2 separate regions of the Zea mays genome follow, and region 2 is linked to region 1. The links are chromatin contacts, called in public Hi-C maps. All regions are on one chromosome and are shown on one strand. The core of a region is the stretch at or near the end of the contact, and the rest is flanking DNA. Distances in the headings are between cores, read along the strand shown. Region 1 holds the start of LOC103646516. Region 2 holds the start of LOC100275426.

The links. A called contact is a pair of places that touch in the nucleus more often than the background predicts.
Region 2: a contact with region 1 is called in a Hi-C map of ear, with 2.9 times the contacts expected there. The contact joins the promoter of LOC100275426 here to the promoter of LOC103646516 in region 1. A contact is called at or near these places in 3 of 25 Hi-C or Micro-C datasets (ear, endosperm and tassel).

What each region holds. Positions count from the first base shown.
Region 1 is chr2:61,028,089-61,031,335 of Zm-B73-REFERENCE-NAM-5.0, reverse strand. It overlaps LOC103646516, which reads left to right and starts at 1,511. Exons shown (of 2, transcript XM_008671248.3): 1 at 1,511-3,168. The coding sequence starts at 2,131. The coding sequence ends at 3,165.
Region 2 is chr2:61,308,191-61,311,437 of Zm-B73-REFERENCE-NAM-5.0, reverse strand. It overlaps LOC100275426, which reads right to left and starts at 1,711. Exons shown (of 2, transcript NM_001150880.2): 1 at 968-1,711. The coding sequence starts at 1,400. It overlaps LOC103646517 (a long non-coding RNA gene), which reads left to right and starts at 2,702. Exons shown (of 2, transcript XR_562238.3): 1 at 2,702-3,247.

The DNA of each region.
Region 1 (3,247 bases), core at 262-2,761:
CGTCCCCGCGAACCCGACGGGGATTAAATTTCCCCCATTTAGATCCCCGCGGGGACTAAATTCGTCTCATACCCGTCCCCTAATAGGGGAATTCCCCGCGGGGAATCGGGGATCGGTCCCCATTGCCATCTCTAGTCTGCTCCCTGCCAAGTGACCCCCGTCGTCGTCGCGCTATCGCAGAGCAGGTGCTGCCGTGAAATTTCCAGTAATTTTATCTCGTCGTGAGAAGAATAAAGAAAACACGTACGGCGAGTACTTGCGGTTTCGCTGGATGGGGTGGGGGCATGAATCTTGCGTTGTCCAACGCCCCAGTCCGGCCGGCGCCGGTCACATGGTTGTGTCTGGCGCAAAGGGCGTTTCGCAGCCGTGTTTTGTTTACTACGAGCGCAGGCAAAGGCGATGCGTGCAGCAGTGCAGGGTCGTTCACTGCTTCGGCAGGAGCAAGTAGTAGTAGGGGCGTGCCGGCCGGCGGCCGGCCAACCGCCAGTAAAAGCGATCTTTCGTTGGGCGCCAGCATGCATGCATCAACGCCGAGGACGGTTCGGCACGCCACGCACCCACACGCATACGCGGTGGCCACCGGCTGCCAGTGCCGGCTGGAGATAGGAGTAGCCAGCCCTCTCTTCCCTTGGCCACAGGCAACGGCGCCGCTCCCGACTTTAATTACCACTCATGCGCGACGCCCACCCAGTTCCCTATTCTATTTCACCAAGCGGTCGCACGCACATGCGCGACGGGGCAAGGGAGGAAGGTTCGGCGCTGAAAACCCTGTGGCCGGTGACCGCACGGCAGTAGTACGGCACGGGAAGCTATAGCTGCGTCCGTGCCCGTGCGCACGGCAGTACGGAAGCCGGGGACGAGCCGACGAGGAGGAGGCAGGAGGGAAGGGATAGTTGGGTGGGTTCGCTGGGGGGAACGCACACCCCGAGCGCCGCCGCTTGGTTTGTCGCGGGGCGAGACGCGTCGGCAGTGCAGGTCCACTGCTGCCCTGCCTGTGGCTGTCCCGGCTGGCAGTGGCAGCTTTGGACTTTTTCACTTTCGGAGCTGGTCTCCGGCTCTGGCTTGCGGTCAGGGAGCCTGTCAGGGCGCGCAGTGCCACCACGACGGGGGTATTTTCGTGGTCTCCAGTTGGAAACGTGTGCTCCTAGTCCTAGACTTGCATCATGTCCGACGTTTTAGCGTTTGGCCCTCGTGTTGTAATAACCGTCCGTGTTTTCGGTAGCACCGTCGTGTCCATTATTCTTTCCATGACTCCATCCGGTATGCACGGAATTCCTTGTTGCAGATTGCAGTACTGTGTGAGTTGCATGATGGTCAAATCTGCGTACTATACTGTTATCAACTTTTAGCGTCGCCACGGCATCCGGGATACGGCGTACGTGGTGTACTATGGACGTGGCCCATTCTACCTCGGCCTAGAGCCGCCCTCGTGCCAGGGCTTCCCTCTGTGGCGGCAGCCGGCAGGTGCCGCCCCCCGTTTCGTTTGGGAAGTTTCAGTGGAACCATTTGTTACTAAAGCGCGGTAGCCGGTAGAGAAAGAGATGCGTTCTCTCGCGACTCCTCGCATTGCTCGTACCCTGACCCGGCAGTTTACAACAAAAGCCCGGAAACGGAAGGGAAAAAGCCCGAAAGGGTAGTAAGTACAAAGTTGAAGGAGGCCGAAACCGAGATTTGCCTCGGCTACACGCGAATCTGTGCTCCCGCTGGACCCACTGGTGATTGAAGGGAATTAAAAGGAGCACGGCGGGAGGAAACTGAAACTGTTAGAGCTGTGGTGGTGGCAGAGCAGTGGTAACGGAAGAGATGCATATGGCATATGAGCTGGGGATGAGAGCGAAAGGGTTATACCTACCTTGTACAAGCCCCAGTCGACTGCCTGGCAGGCTTCCCAGTCAAGAGATACCTTTCTCCTGCGATTACCTCTTTTTCTAATGCCCGTCGCCATCGCCAGTTCAACGTAATGCCGGTGCTGCCCGCAAAGCCATCCCCCGTCCCTGCACGCCCCCGCCCCCGCCCCGCGGCCCGGTGGTGGTAATAAGTGGTAGGCGGCCGAAGAATTCCAGGTCGGGGTGCTCGTCCGTCCGTCCGTCCAAGAAGAGGACGACACGAGAGAAGGAAGGTAACCGAGGCATGAAGGACCTGGTGTCGTGCTTCAGCGAGCACGCCGTGCGGATCTCCGACGTGGCCTGCTCTGGCTCCAGCGCCGCCAATGCGGCGGCGGCGGCGGCGGGCGCACCGGAGGCCGCCGGCGGGCGGGCGCCGGCCGTGAGCGCGGTGACCACCGCGTACCGCTCGCGGCTCGCGGCGTCCGGGAAGGAGCTGCTCATCGACGTCACCTGGTCGCGGGCGCCCGACGGGCCCGCGCTCTCCGTCGCGGTCCACGAGGCGGCAGCGGCCGCCGCCCCGCGCAGCCGCGCCGCGGCGCCGCGGCACCTGCACAGGAAGAAGGGGAGCGGGACGTTCACGGCGGGCAGCTGCGTGGTGGGCGTGTTCTGGGACTACGGCGCGGCGCGGTACGCCGGTGGCGCGGGGCCCGAGCCGGCCTCCGGCTTCTACGTCGCCGTGGTGGCGGACGCCGAGTTCGTGCTCCTGCTGGGCGACCTCAGCCGCGGGTACGTCGACCGCCTGCACGGCGGGATACCGGTCGCCGCGTCCCGGCTGGCGCGCCGCCGGGAGCGCTTCGTCGGGCGCGGCCGCTGGGCCACCAAGGCCCGGTTCCTGGAGTCGGGCGACGAGCACGAGATCGGCGTCGTGCTGCGCGACGCCGACGCCGACGCCGAGGCGTGGGTCACCGTCGACGGCCTCAGGGTCGTGCAGCTCCGCCGGCTCCGCTGGAACTTCCGCGGCTGCCACACCATCTTCCTCGACGGCGGCGCCCCCGTCGACATGACGTGGGACCTGCACGGCTGGCTCTTCCACGCCCACGCGCCCGCCGCCGAGTTGCCCCACTCGTCTTCCTCCTGCGCTGTGTTCACGTTCCAGGCGCGCGGCGCGTCAGAGGCAAAGCTGTGGACGGACGACGATTGCTTCCACTACGGAGAGGAGCCGGACAAGCTGCCGGTGACGCCGACCCGTCGGCGGCAGAAGGCGGCAGCCGGTGGGGCGTCGGGGCAGGGGTTCTGCCTGCTGATCCAAGGCTTCAGAGGCTTTTCCAAGAACACTTAACCTGTACATGCCGTTAGAGACTTTCACTTTCTATCGCCATTTTTTCACTTCTTGCTTGGGGTTTGTCTTGGATTGATTAGGA
Region 2 (3,247 bases), core at 462-2,961, 280 kb before region 1:
GGAGTTGTCTCTACTTGAAAAAACGTCTCTGATTCGTAACTCAAGTAGCAACAGACGTCTCACTTCCCATTATACGAATTCGTTGTCTGTTCTATTGATCCGACGTTGTACAAGCGTATTTACTTCTGTATTTATTAATAGACTATTTATAGACACTCCATTGTATAATAAAATCTCTTAGTTGTGTCATGTGCTTAGAGAACCGCTTTAGTGTCTCTCCACTATACAAGACCTAAACACATGGGGCTTTCAGCTGATGGGCATGTAAGGGCACTAATAATGCTAGAAACCACGTGTTGTTTCAGTGACTATATGACGTAGCCACGAACTTCAATAGAACAAACTTTTATTCAATCAATCATATGTCTTTTTTATCTATTTATTATATCTCTTTATGTTTTGGTTCCTGTGTAGATATGTATCTTCTCCTTTGTCTTTTTTAGCTGCGGTGCCATACTATGTTTTTCTTAACAACCTATTTAGTGAACTATACTATATATCTCCTGGATTGGGACTTGGGAGTGGCCTAAGTAATACTGTTACTACCTGAATAGGTCATGGGAACCACTTGTCACTCAAACGGTGGGACCCACAAGTCAAGCAAACACCTCCTAAGAGTAGTTTGCTATTTTAGAAACTCCATTTTTACAAGTTCTAAGGAAAAATAAACTAATTTCTTATGTGAAAATAAAAATTACTTAGAAAAATGATATTCCTAGACCAGCCCTAAGTGTTGACTTCAGGCCTGCATGAGTAGGGAGCGATTGTAGTTTGGATGAAATGATATTTTCTATTGCAGCAGATTACCGTAGTTACCTCAGATTTGATGCGAAATATTGAAAATAGAGAGCGAGCGATAGTGCAGTTTAGCTTAGCCATAGAAGAGCGCAAATTAAATAACAAGCTACTAGAACAAGAATCAAAACGTAGCGTGGTCTCCCGAGAAGTGGAGATTCAAGGAACGTACTGTCCAAGCTGAACTGGGAGTAGTGGAGGCCGAAGGCGGCCGGGTCGGTCGACGGCAGCAGCGGGCGGCGGCCTTCCTTGACGTAGAGGGCGACGGCGGCCGCCACCAGGTCCGCCACGGTCCACTCGGCGGGCGCCATGACGTGCAGCGGCCACATGCTCTGCTGCACCGCCACGCTGACCAGGACCTTGCTCGGCGTCCTCCGCCCCGCGTCGCCGTCCGGGGGCGGGGACCCGGAGCGGAAGCTCGCCCCCCGGACGCCGGCGAGCAGGTCGGGCAGCGTCTTGGGCCTCTGCTTCTGCGGCTGGTGGTGCCGCTGCTCCGTCCCGCGCCCGTGGAACGACGCCGACCGCTGGGCCGGGGCCGGGGCCGCCGCCGCCCCCTGCCGCTGCCTGCCGCCCTTCTCACCGTGCGGCGGCGCCAGAGGAGGCATCGCGAGCGCCGGCTGGCTGCAGAGGCGGGGGGGCTCTAGACGTCGCGGCGATCCGGCCGCTGGCGGTGACGGTGGACGAGAGCCACGTACTCACGTTCGGTGGCGGCCGGACGACGAGGCGGTCAATGCGAAGCGGAGCATGCTGCGGGGAGAGGAGGCTGCTGCTGCTGCTGCAGTCACCATGCGCGCAGGAGGGTGGAGGTGGAGCCTTGTGATGAGTTCCGCGAGGATGCACCAGGACCAGAGAGGCTACTAGTAATAAGTAACCAGTCAGCGAGCGGCTCGTCGTCCTGGGGTAAAGGCTGAGAAAGAGAAAGCAGACGCGAGGATTTAAGGACGTCACTAGCCTGTTAGCCGTCGTCCCATCAATAATTGGATTCGTTCGGGTTCGGGGTCCTACTACACCATCAGTTCAGTTTCGGCTGCGCTGGAAAACTACACAAGAATCTCCGAGAGATACTGTGGAGAAACACTAGCTAGGTCTACGTTGCTGTCGAACGCGGCCGGCGAGGGCAGCGGCCAGCGGCGGATGGTGACCAGAGTGAGCCTTGTTCGGTTAATCCTGTTACCCATGAATTAGGTAAGATTAGAAAAAATTAAGAAAGAGTTTGACTTAATTGAGATTTAAACTCACTCAATTCGACTCAATTCATGTCGATTGGGAGCGCGCGTTCCAATCGGCAGGCAGGCCCAAGCAAATACTCCCACGGGATGGACGGTTCGCTGCTAGTACTGCAACCACTAATTGTTTACTACTGACTTGCCGTCCGCAAAGCCCGATCCGTAGCTGAAGTGTTTCCGGTACAGCATGAATGAATGATTGGCGGCGTCGGGGATTTTTGGGATCGCGGCGGAAAAGAACGGGTTGGGAAGAAAGATGCCCGCCCGGGAAGCGCCGCGCCGGGACAGCGAAGGGACAGGCGCGGTGGAGCTCGCTACTGGGGGAGGGCGCGCGGGCGGGGGCCTGATTGATGATGACGACGACACGAGACGACACGCGCTGCCCAAATAATGCACCCCGCACGGTCCGCAGCAGCTCGTGCTGCACTGCATGCCCGCGCGCACGTGCGCCGGGCACTGGATGAGCATGAGCTTCGGATGGGGTTTCGAGGAAATGAAACCGCTACGATGTCAGAGTCGGACCACACACATACAGCGAAGCGACGACGCGCGTACGCTCGACGCTCGTGGAACACGCCACCAGCTGCCAGCAGTCACCTTACGTTCCATGGCCAGCCGCAGTAGGCAACGCACGGCCAGTCGGCCAGCCACCGATCACTCGCTGTCGCTGCTATCGCGTCGCCAAAAAAATTATCTGCATCCTGCGGCGCTCGATCGCTCACCGGTACGTAGCTAATAGGCCTAGGGCTACTCCTGAGTATAGCCCCTGACAGAGCAAGGTGAGGCGTCTCGTCCTCAACCTCTCTGCCTACCATGGACTCGGTCGGCCATCCCTTTCTGGCTCTGTTTGCTTCGCCGCCCAATGCATACCATCCAGTTCCTCGTCCGCGGCCACCTATGTTTTCTCCAGAAGCTAGAGGTAGCGCACTAGCGCCGAATGCCTGCGCACCTAATTCAATCAGGATGCCCATCCCCAGTGAGGCTTCTCGTTTGGAAAGCCCAAACCACGGGACGAAACCCGAACGCTTCCCCCGGGACGCTCCCCGGCGTGGAAAGAAGCCCTGGGCTGAGGCGCCTTGGCATTTGGAAGCCCAACAGCATGGGAAATCCTACCCGACCCCAGGCGTTTTCCACGCGGCAGAGCTCCCTCGCCTCTCGAGTCAAGGCGGCTGTTCCCAGGGATCTGACGGCGACTTCCGCGGCAGCTCCTTCGTCCCGTCGGTGAT